4 separate regions of the Zea mays genome follow, and regions 1, 2 and 4 are each linked to region 3. Evidence: chromatin contacts called from public Hi-C data. All regions are on one chromosome and are shown on one strand. The core of a region is the stretch at or near the end of the contact, and the rest is flanking DNA. Distances in the headings are between cores, read along the strand shown.

Region 1 (2,817 bases), core at 139-2,638, 440 kb before region 3:
TAGTGGAATTTAGAGTCTGAATATCATCATTTGGAGCAAACTTTGGGCTATTGTAGTTTGGAATACAAGAGGTTTTGGTTAATGGTCACTATATAAATTTTGTAGAGGGACTGTTGGAGTATAAACTTTATTAAGCAACTTGCCATTCAAAGTATATGCCACTAGGAAAAGGAGGGTGGTCCAAATAGGGCTTGGCAGATTTCTAGAGTTTCAGATGGTGGACAGTGGTCTGCAGCTAAAAATTCAGTGTTGATGGCTATTTTTGGAGCCTCTTTGTGGCAAATCTAAGGAATTTTGTGATGTGGTGTTTATAGAGGAGTTAAATCCCATATGATGGCGAACAAGTTCCTTTAAGTAAGTTTGGTTTGGTTCCACATAAAAAGTGGAGTAAAGCTTGCTCAAAGTTGGACTGTGTGTGGCTAAAACTGAACTGTATTCAGTTCACTGCAAACTGAAAATCAGTGTTTGATGCTTAGTTTGGAGTCCTTTTATAACCAAATGAAGGAGTTTTGAACTAAGAACTATATAGCAAAGTTGGAGCCCATGGTACAGAGAACAAGTTTCATAAAGAGGGTTGGACTTGGTTCTACACAAATCCGAGAGTAAAGTATACCCCAATTTCCTCTGTCAGACTTTAGAGGTGTGGATCTAGTTAACTGTTGCTGTGAGATTCAGTGAGTTTTTACCATATTTTGGAGCTCTGTAGTAATTGATCCAAGGGATATTAGATTGGGAACCCCATAGCAAAGTCAAAGACTAGGTATAGGAGAACAAGTTCATGCAAAGACTTGGTGTGGCTAATGTATACAATTAGGAGAAAATGGTGCTGCAATTTCCAATGTCAGAGATAGTGTGGGTTGATCAGTAAAACTGAAATTGAGTGTTTAGTTGTTTTTGCTATAGTTTGGAACACCACAACTTCAGTTCTGAGTAGTTTCAGCCCTGGAGTGTTATATCAAATAGAAAGGGCTATAGTTGGAGAGTAATGTTAGTTAAGAAATATAGCTCTGTTGTGAGGAGATTTATTAGATAGAAGGGATTAAACAGGGGGTTCTGCAATGGCAGTATTGGCTGTTTTAGTCTAGTTCAATGCTGATTTAGTAGTCTGAACAAGAATCTCCCTATCCTGCTGAACTTCACCTATGTGTTTAAGTTTTCATAGGGATAAGTGTTAGTGGGGACGAGGTACATAGCTTAGGTGCTGAAGGTTTCCCACTGCAGAAAGATATCTAGGAGTTGGTCTGTTCTGGAGATAGTGGAGGGGAAAGTAGCTATCTGACTATGGATCAGGTTTGGAGTTGCAGAAAAGATCTTCCCCCGCTGTCCTAAACTGGTGAGCTCAGGCTGAGATAAGACTTGGGTGGACAACAAAGGGAGACCCCAGAAATATCAAGTTGGGCCTGTTGAGTCTGCTCACAGTGGAGTGTTCACTTATCATTCTTCTGTCTGTGTTTACTGGACATGGGATATTTTGGCTGGTTAAGTTGACCAGGTTCAGTGAATATGGTGTGGCTACGAGCTGGTGAGATATTGATGCATGAAAGCCACATATGGGTTGCTCATATAATGTTGGCACCCTCAAAACATTTCCTCACTGCATGTTGGACAGGTGCAGGGCCACCTTGCCCCATATTCAGGTGTTTATAGGGTAGGTTTCAGCGAGGATTACCTCCCCGTCTTGAGCTCTACCCTCAGACCACAACAAAGAATATGAAGTTCTTGTGTCCATACTAGAGATAGCCCTCTCTCCCCAGCCACCAACTCGGTCAGCCCTTGTGCACAGCGCGTTATCTCCCTGCTAGTGGTGACCACGGCCACAACCTCCTTCACCTCATAGTGGCCAGAACATAGTCGTGCCACCACAAATCGTCGCCGTGTTTAGTTTCATCGTCGACCAGCCAACGTACGTCTTCCCCGAGCAGTTTCATGCACCCACTGAGAACTTGGACTGTCATGTTAGTTGGACTAGATTTTTATTCAGATCTGAAACCTGAAATTGCAGTGTTGGGTACTCAGTTTGGAGGTGTTTTGTGACCAATCTAAGTAGTTTTAGACTATAGTTGCTATAGAAAACTTGAATACCAGTGTTAGGGGAGTAAAATTTGGTGAGGGTTATGCCCTTGACACTACTTAGAGTTGGGAGTAATTAGTGCCTAAAGGTGTGCTGTCAGGCTTATTTTTCTCTGAACTGAATTCAATTAACTGCAACTAAAGTTTTAATATTTGGTTCCCAGTTTGGAGCAACTTTGTGACCAGTCCATAAGGTCTTGGACTAAGAATCTTATAGCACAGTCAAAGACCATTTGAAGGAGAACATGTTTCATATAAAGAGTTGGATTTGTTCTTGTGTGAAAATTAGAGTAAATGAGGTTGCAAATCCTTCCAACAGACTTAATGGGTGCCTGTTTCAGTTAACTGAAACTGGTTGCAGTGAATGGGGTCAACTTTGAAGCACTATAGCATTGAATCCATGAGTTTTTAGTTGTTGGTCATTATAGCAACCTTGTATATATGTTCTAGGAGCACAAACTTGATTAAGCTATTTGACCTTAGAGCTATACAGAACTAGGTGTAAATATTGCTTAAAGTTAGGTTGTCAGGTTGATGTTAGGCTATTCCAGACATCTAAAATTGGACATTTCAGTACGTTGGCTCAACATTGGAGTTTCCTTGGGGTTGTTCTATGCAGTTAGGAGATATATTTTGTGTAGCAAAATTGGAGACCAAGTATTAGTAAGCAAGTTTACTTGTGGTAGCTTGTCTTGGTACTATATAAATTTGGAAGTAAATGGTGTCCTAACTAGCTCTATCACGCAT
Region 2 (3,049 bases), core at 146-2,645, 390 kb after region 3:
ATAATAATCTGACCAACTAAAAGCAACTGCTTGACTTATCCCCACATAAAGCTAGTCCACTACAGCCAAACAGGATACTTGCTGAGTATGTTGATGTGTACTCACCCTTGCTCTACACACCAAACCCCCCATCCCCAGGTTGTCAGCATTGCAACCACTGCTCAGGCGAAGATGAAGCTGTGGAAGGAGACTTCCAGGAGTTCCAAGACTACGACGAGTTCTAGGCGTGGGTTAGCGGCAACCCCCAGTCGGCTGCCTGTGAAGGCCTCGTTTATCTACGTTTCTTTTCCGCACTTTGATTTATTGTAAGAACTATATGGACGTCTCAGACGTATGATGTAATCGACTATTACTTCCCTTTTAATACTATTTTGAGCACTGTGTGATGATGTCCATGTTATGTAACTGCTGTGTACGTGAATAACTGATCCTGGCACGTACATGGTTCGCATTCAGTTTGCCTTCTAAAACCGGGTGTGACAGCGACTTTCAACGTCGCTACGAGATCGTGGGTTAGCGAACCACTAAAATCAGAGTTATGGTTATCGAGTTATGATTTATGGAAGATCTATGTGGTTGGAATATTAAATTGAATTATAAATTGTTTATTCTACAATATATGAGAAAAATATATTCTGAATAACTAATCCAACTTTAATCTAGATTATAATTTGATTAGGGATTACCTATTACCCAGATTATATATAGAGAGATTAACCTAGATTACTGGAGTTAATCTAGTAGACAAAGGATAAATAAATATCTAACTATAAAAGTATGTGTTATGGTATAATTAATGTTGTTACTACATGAACAATATCTTTATGAAGCTAACGCAACTTGAACGGATTGAAACAGAGTTAAAATGAATTAATTATAATTTTCTGAAGTTTTAAGTGGTAGATACAAAACAAATCAAGCGCATAAATTTAACCATATGTTTCATACTAAAATAAGGTTACTAGATAATAAACGATATTAAAACAAAATTAATGCCACTGGAATGAATCAATTTGGAGTTAAAATGAATTAAATATGAATTATACAAGTTTCTGGAATTATTTTTGTATTAAAATCATTTTCTAAATTTTATTATCTGATTTTCTCTGTTTCCTGGTTGCGTGCAATAATACAGTGAGACACGAGGGAAAATTCAAAAGATCTACAAGACTCTGGCTACACCCGCACGAGGATCGCGGGTTGATAAACTATTAATGCAGGGTCTCGTTTGCAAACTAGGCACGACGAAGGGGTACGGTGCATTATGGGCCGTCAGATCGCCCATCAAGCGCCCAGATTAGATCATTCTTCTTAAATGCTCCCACACTCTCAACCGGCCGTTGGATCATAAATCGATGGCACCGATTAGGTCTTCTTACCGTTACGAGACCAGGTCCATCCGATCCCCATCCCATGGATCACATTCGATAGAGTGAAGAGGTATGCTTCAGCTTGATCTCCACCGTCCAGTGATAGATCGACGGGCCAGGACCTTCCATCCTCCTCTACTCACCAACCAAAGCTCACACATGCGGCGCAGGTCACCCTGCGGTGGCGCCATTGCCGTGGCCCAGAAGTTCACGCTTAAACACCAAAATTCCAAATCGCCCGCAGTCACGCAAAGGAAATGGCAGGGAGGACTACGCGGAGAGTTTCTTACCGTGAGTCGTGCGCACCGAGGCTTGGTCCAGTCGGGGTTGTGGGCTTGTGGCACCGCGGAAAGACCCGCACCGGCAAGGAAACTCCATGGTCTGAGGCTGCCCACGTCGAATTTGGGTTTCACAAAGCCTCCACGCACGGCCTTGCATCACCCCTGGAAAGTCTTCTAGGCGATTCCCAAGGATCAAGCACTGGTGTAGGCATGCCGTGGTGCGTCGCCCGCCACTGGTAATGGTTTCCTCACGGAAAGAGGCAAGCGATCCATCAGGCTAGCACCATCGGCATTGGCGAGAGGGTGGATGACGCATTTTATGCCCCCGCAGGCGGACTCTGCCCCGAGGAAACACGGCTGAGGGGATAGAGGTCAGATACGACATACGAGATGAGGATCCTAGGCGCAATCTGCGTTGAGTCTATTGCTGTTTGTGTTCGCTACAGAGGTAGAGGATCACCCTGTGCACCAGACCCCACGAGGCAGCGAGTGACGAGACTGGTTTAGGTGTGCATGTGGTTACTTGCAACCGGGGCCCGTAGGTCGGTGCCACGGCGGAGCGCGCGATGCGCGTGCGCAACACAGACAGAGACTGGCGAGAGGGCCCCGCCTATCAGTGAGAACATGGGGAAATGGCTGCTGGGCCGGCTGGCCAGAAAAAATTGGGCCGAGGAGTGTGGGCCGGCTGGGCGAGCTTCGGACAGGGATTTGGCCCAATCGACCAGTTCATCCCACCCTTTTATTTTTGCCATTTCATTTTCTGTTTGTTTGTAATCTTCAAACATCAAATTGAATCTAGTATTAAAATTGACACTCAAATTTTTAAATGCACAAACAAAAATCCAACATGATGCAAAGCACATATTTGTTTATTATTATATTCCTCTAAAAATTTCTTCATACAAACTTAATAAATAATGAACCATACAATAATTAAGGACCCTGTATTTATTTATTTGTCATTTGACTAATTTTATTCCATTAATTGAATATGCGCAAATCAAATGATCTCCAAAGGATCCATAATCCTAAAACCCTACACAATAATATTTATTCATTTACATCATTATTTTTTTCTGGTACAAATTTTGGGCTTTACAGCGCCCGCCCGCGCTCGCTCGCCGGTCTAATCTCAGCCGTTGATCCGAGATCCAACAGTCAAGGGAGCCCGATACCCCTTCGATTGGTTGTTTTGTAAAAGAAACTCTCGGTTCCCTGGAATTAGAACTCACAGTCCAGTTTTCTTGCACCTGGGTCCCTAGTTTCTTGCAGAGAGACCCCTAGGCTTTATTTTAATAGCATAAATAGGTTTAATTTAGGGTTTTTGAATTCCAAAACTTGTAAATTCCAAATCTTTTGCATATGAACTCCAAACTGGGTGGTTCAAATTGCATAATA
Region 3 (3,132 bases), core at 158-2,657:
AATTTTATACCCCAAATTCAGTGTGTTACACAAACACATTAGTCCACATGTTATTTTGTTCATCAAACACCAAAACCTATTTAGCCAAATGGCCCTCGGTCCATTTTTCTTACACTTACCAACAAATCCGGCAAAGTAGTTGCCAAATATGTTGGGGCAAACACAAGAGTCTAAAGACTTGTGTTTGGGTACCCAAGGTGCTTGTTTCTAATGTGAAAGAACCCAAGACCGTTTGGGTACCTAAGTACAAGACCTAAATTTGTGTTGTAGGTTTATGCATCCGGCAGAACAAGTTGGATAATTGACAGCGGGTGCACAAACCACATGACAGGGGAAAAAAATGTTCTCCTCATATGAGAAAAATAATGATCCTCAAAGAGCAATCACATTCGAGGATGGAAATCAAGGTTTGGTCAAAGGATTGGGTAAAATTGCTATATCTCCTGACCATTATATTTCTAATGTTTTTCTTGTAGAATCTCTAGGTTACAACTTGCTTTCTATTTCTCAATTATGCAAAATGAGCTACAACTGTTTATTTACTGACGTTGATGTTATCGTCTTTAGAAGAAATGATGATTCACTAGCTTTTAAGGAAGTGTTAGATTGTTTCACTGATAACAATTCTAAACTAGACACTTGCTTAATTGCTAAAACTAATATGGGCTGACTCTGACATCGCCGACTTGCTCATGTTGGGATGAAGAATCTTTACGAGCTTCTAAAGGGGGAAAAGATTAATGATGATGTAAATCGTGTATTTTAAGCTCTAAATTATGTATTTTAGAAAAAAAATCAAATTATATTATTAGGAAGGAAAAGATTAATGATGATGTAGAAAGTAACAATATGACACTATTTATGTCTCTTAGATTTTTGATAAAAAATGTAAAATATAGCACGATTGAAACTATTTTTTTACGAGATGAGCCTTATTATATTTTAAGATAAGAAATGCTGTTGTAAAATAGAAATTGGGCCTGTTTGGTTTAGCTTTTTTCTGACCAGCTTTTCTGAAAATCTGGCTGTAGGGAGAATCTAGCTGTGGGGAGAATCTGAGTATCATTACGATTTCGTGTGGAGGACAATAAAGTTGTTCATAGGGCTCAGAATCTAGAAAGTAACAGATTCCTACTATTACAACGAATCAACCGATTATGTGTTTATGTTGATTTTGGATGGTTTTTGCCCCAATGAATTTTATAGAAGCTGACTGAAAAGCGTTTATGTTGATTTTGGATGGTTTTTGCCCCAACGAATTTTATAGAAGCTGACTGAAAAGCTGAGCGTTTGGCAGTCCGCAGCAGCTTTTGGTGGCCAGAAGCTGCCAGAAGCCGAAACAAACAGTGCCATTGTTTGGCAGGTGTATGAAATGGAAGTAGAGTGAAGAGGCATGGAGACGGTAATTATGGTGACAGCAGAGCAGGTCACGGCAGTGGTCCAAGTCCAACGACCGGACCGGACGGACCCCGGCGGCCGGCACCCAGCGGCAGCGGAAGGGGAATCATCGTCCACTCGCAACTCCTTCCTGGCCCCTCCCACTCACCGCTGGACACTTCCATCAATCTCTTTCCCCCTTCCCTTGGATTCGTTTCAGCTACTGAAACTGAACGCGGGCAGTGGCAGGCAGGATCAGCCGAGCCGAGTTCCATTTCCGCCACCGTCCCTTCCCCCTCTGCCCCTCGTTCCTCGTCTTCTCTATTTGCTTGGCTTGGCTTGCTTTTGGTTCAACTTCCACACCATTCATTCATTTCTTGGATTTCTTTGGTGGCGTCCGCAAGTCAAGTCCCTTCCCCCTTCCGCCCCTCGTCAAAGCAAGCAAGCAAAAGTGGTGCGGTGCCATCAGAGTAAGCAAGCTCCCCATTTTCCCTATTCCTATACTACTACTAGTAGCTGCAGCAGCATCCACCGGATGGCCATGTCCAGCGACACCGCCGCCACGACGGGGACATGCACCAAGCCCAACCCCAACCACCGCCTCCCACTCTCAATAGCCTGATTGATTCATGGCCTCCGCCCCCACCACCGCCTCTTCTCCGCTACCGGCGTCCTCGCGGCCCACTGCCACACCGCCCGACACCGCTGCCACGCCCCCGCCCCTCACCTCTCCCGCACCCGCCGCTCCTCCACCCTCCTCCCACTCCCACTCCCACTCCCAGCCGTCGCCTGGGCCTCCTCAACACACAGCCTCGCCGCCGCCGCGGGCGGCTGCTGCTCCTCCAAGGCCGCCGCTGCTCTCGCCCCCTCCAACGTCCCCGACGCCGTCTGCCGCTCCGACGCCCTCGCCATCTCCGCCAGCGTCCCCGGCCCCTGCACCACCTCCTTTTAGCGCTCCTCCGCCGTCAGCACGACCACTGCCTACGCCTGCCATCGCAGTCGACCCGGCCAGGGGCAAGAACCCAAGTTGGAACAAGTCGTCCAGCCCGGGTGCGCCGTCCAGGAGCCCATCCGCCCCCTTTGGCGGCCTTGGTAATGGTGTTGTAGCCATCGCCGCTGCGGTGGTCGCCCTGCTCCTTCTTAGCCTCCTAGTCACAGCAGTTTGGTTCAACCGCAAGCGCAAGAGGAAGCAGATGAGTGGTTACAGAGCTGGTCTCATGTCGCCTTTTTCTTCGCAGCAACCTTCGGGTATTTTGTTTTGTTTCTCACTCCTCCCTATATATCATGCAACATACAGCTTTTTTGTCATTTTTTAATAAATTATCTTGTGAGTTGCCCTTTTCACTGTGCTGGCTGATTGTGTATGGTTGTTGCCTGAAAATTCCAGGGACCTGAAATACTTTGTTTCTGCATCTAGCTTAATACAGCATGCAGCTCTTTGGAATAGCTAGCAACACGGCCACTGATACCATATCCCGCTTCCTTCAGGTGAATCTGCAAATGTAGGATGGTCAGCTGATCCTTCTGTCCACACCAACTATAGCGCCGGGAGCCCCAGGCTGAAACAATGCTTGTCTGATATCAGCATGGGCAACTCCAGGTTCTTCTCATATGATGAGCTGTATCAGATCACTGATGGTTTCTCAGCTCAGAGGCTGCTAGGGGAAGGAGGCTTTGGGTCGGTGTACAAGGGCCGCCTGCCAGATTATAAAGATGTCGCCGTTAAACGACTAAAGGATGGCGGCGGACAAGGGG
Region 4 (2,749 bases), core at 152-2,651, 500 kb before region 3:
TTGCCATACTTTGAAGTTTTGATTATACAAATAGCTGAAGCTAAGTTTTGATTATACATAGCTTCAAAGATGACTACTCGAACATAATTTTATGTATTATCAAACATGTAACTAGCTGCAGCTTACATAGTTTTTAAGGCGGTAAGGCGAGATGAGGCGAGCCACCATCACCTTACCGCCTAGGTGACGCTAAGGCGAACTAAAGTGGGCTAAGGAGAGCTCTTAGGCAAGGCGAGTCACCCTCGCCTTACTGCTTAGGCGACGCTTAAGCGTCGCCTTACGGGCGCCTTAAAAACTATGGTATACAGATACCGCATACACATACCTCCATAGATGACAACTCTAACACAATTTTTATCTACTGGATCCATACAAGCCATGGCCTATATGACCAAATGCACTCCTACAGAGCATGCTTATTTTAAGAATAGAGTTGAAATCACCAGCTTATGTACTGCCAGTTTGTTTAAGACAAAAGAATGATGTGCTTTTTAACAGTAGAATTTTGCTGTCCATGTTGTAGTTGCTTCTAAGCTGACCTCAAATTTTCTGTGAATTTACACTTTCACGAAGTATTGTTGTTTAGTTTGGCGAAAATGTACTACTATAGACTAGTATTTAATTGTGCACTGCATCATAGACTCGTGAAAAAATTGAACATTTTGATTCCATAGAACATACATATTAAAAATCTGAAACCTTGGTTTAGCTTACTCTATGGCTCAACTGACATTGATAACATTATCCATTTAATAGTTTGGTTTGTACGAACCACAAAATGTGATTCAGTCTTCGTGTTTCTTCATCCATCCATGATTCTAGTTGATTCAGTTGCCCATAATTTTTAAGTTCTTTCATCTCTTCTGAAAGCAGCTCCTCATACTGCTGCCTATTCTGGCTTTGGGTGCATTTTTCTTCTTTGCGGGACAAGATATACTGCAGGGCAATGTAACTCTTCCCACAGATTTGATATTCAGATATTTTCTTTCTAATGTTCCCCTATTGATGTTTTTTTTTCTTGGCACACTCCATACTTTGGACAAAGCTTGCAGATACTGAAGTAAGCAAAAGCAGCTCTGTATAAAACTTCTATCACATACTTAGTTGAACTCTGATCAGCCTTATTAGCTTACTCTATTGCAGAACATGATACATGGACTTCTCATCTCGAGTTACAATACCTACAGTTAATAAACCATCCTGCCCTGGATGTCGACGATGCAGTCCTGTCCGCCACCAAGAGAGCGCGGAAGAGCAGGTACCTCTCCCCTCCCTACACTGGCACAGGTGTCCAAGAAAAGAAGGTCACCGGCAGCCACAAGCAGCGAGAGGAGGATGGTCCCACCCCCCCCCCCCCCCCCCCCCCCCCCCCCCCCCTCCCATCCCATGTCTCTGGTTCAGAGGTGCTCTCCGAGACGCCGTGCTCAGGCAGGGGAGTGGATGGATACGGCGGCCCTCGGTTGCCTGGCCATGTATAGAAGGAACAGGAACAACATCTTCATCGACAACCATCCCGATTCCCATGCTGCTGTGAGCGGTGGCGATGGTGATGGCTCACAAGACGATGGTGGCATTAAGCCCCCCTCAGCTGCTGGTGTTGGCCGCAAGATGCTCAAGCAGGCCCTGACAACGGATCCTTGTCTAAGAAGAACCCCCATCCTGCTGCTGCAGGTGCCAACGCAACACATGGACATTCCAATCCTCCTGTGGCAACAACTGCAACACCCCCCACTAATAATGAGAAGAGGAAAATGCACGAGGACTATGACGACCGCTGGGCAGCACAGCTATGCCTGGAATCCTGTAGCAATTGAGCTGTACTTGGCAGAGGGAACTCCCCTGCCCTCCAGGGAGGACCTCCTCTCCAGTCTCCATATTCAGCAGGTTCAGCTTTGTGATCGACTCCGAGACCCCCATCAGCCAAGACAAGCACAAGCGCACTGGGCGCGTGGTGCCACCACCCACCAGGGCTAAGCAAAGGCCGCCTTGAGCTGCGTGGCAACCGGCGCTCCCCCTCAGGCTTTCGGTTCTAACCCAATCCATATGGATTGAGGGGGTTTCAGTCCCAGTAAGTCAAAATCCCTTTCAATCCGTATCAATCCCCTCCAATCCATATGGATTGAAAATAACCGAACAAACCCTCATGGATATTAGGAATGATCTTGGGAAGATCTTGTCCTTGGGGTCTAAAGCCACAGCGGCGCTGAGCAGGTTATGCTACTGACCTATATGTTCCTTCTAGGCTTCTAGCTGCTGATCGTCAGTCTTTTGTAACTTCTAGTTTCTCACCTCATGCATTGTGTAAATGGTAGACCTGCAAGCATCACTGCTCTATCTAGTGGTACTCTGTAACTGATTATGCTTATATGTATCATTCTGCTCTATCTAGTGGTACTCTGTAACTGATTATGCTAATACGCATCATCCTTCATCAGGGTATTGTTCCTTTGCTTCAAAATACTGTGCTGGTGTAGTTGATTAGCCAGAGCTACAATCATGGTATCCCACCCTTTAACCTGAGACAACAATAAGTTAAAAAAAAACTGGGGAGAGCATGAACTGACAGAAACAACCTGTGTACACCGCCATTGATTCTCATCCTTGGCAAACCCAGAAAAACAACACCTGAATGGAATGAAGCGAACAGCAAAATGCAAACAAAATAAAAGACAACAATTCACAACCTTTAAGCACCCTCGATCGAACAGCCATAGATAATGCTTGACATTCTCCTGTGTACAAGTAGCAT

Evidence for each region. Hi-C and Micro-C count contacts between places; a contact is called where the count stands out from the background.
Region 1: a contact with region 3 is called in a Hi-C map of leaf, with 2.4 times the contacts expected there. The contact joins the enhancer-like site here to the promoter of LOC103629309 in region 3. A contact is called at or near these places in 3 of 25 Hi-C or Micro-C datasets (ear, leaf and tassel).
Region 2: a Hi-C map of ear shows a contact between it and region 3, with 2.6 times the contacts expected there. The contact joins the enhancer-like site here to the promoter of LOC103629309 in region 3. A contact is called at or near these places in 4 of 25 Hi-C or Micro-C datasets (ear, endosperm, leaf and 1 more).
Region 4: a Hi-C map of ear shows a contact between it and region 3, with 2.9 times the contacts expected there. The contact joins the promoter of LOC109940330 here to the promoter of LOC103629309 in region 3. A contact is called at or near these places in 2 of 25 Hi-C or Micro-C datasets (ear and tassel).

Annotation. Positions count from the first base shown.
Region 1 is chr6:53,220,838-53,223,654 of Zm-B73-REFERENCE-NAM-5.0, forward strand. No RefSeq gene overlaps it. Among protein-coding and RNA genes, the nearest start is that of LOC100282993, 54 kb to the left of the region's middle. Within about 2 kb of position 1,389, at least 7 of the 20 cell types and tissues checked have an H3K27ac peak or open chromatin away from gene starts, as enhancers often do. A contact at or near this core is called in leaf, where this site is marked.
Region 2 is chr6:54,050,141-54,053,189 of Zm-B73-REFERENCE-NAM-5.0, forward strand. No RefSeq gene overlaps it. Among protein-coding and RNA genes, the nearest start is that of LOC103629310, 180 kb to the left of the region's middle. Within about 2 kb of position 1,396, at least 17 of the 20 cell types and tissues checked have an H3K27ac peak or open chromatin away from gene starts, as enhancers often do. A contact at or near this core is called in ear, endosperm, leaf and 1 more, where this site is marked.
Region 3 is chr6:53,662,894-53,666,025 of Zm-B73-REFERENCE-NAM-5.0, forward strand. It overlaps LOC103629309 (proline-rich receptor-like protein kinase PERK8), which reads left to right and starts at 1,408. Exons shown (of 8, transcript XM_008650470.3): 1 at 1,408-2,625; 2 at 2,866-3,132. The coding sequence starts at 2,007.
Region 4 is chr6:53,161,397-53,164,145 of Zm-B73-REFERENCE-NAM-5.0, forward strand. It overlaps LOC109940330, which reads left to right and starts at 1,402. Exons shown (of 1, transcript XM_020539810.3): 1 at 1,402-2,443. The coding sequence starts at 1,441. The coding sequence ends at 1,974. LOC100282993 (peroxin Pex14) reads right to left here. Exons shown (of 11, transcript NM_001412255.1): 11 at 2,564-2,749.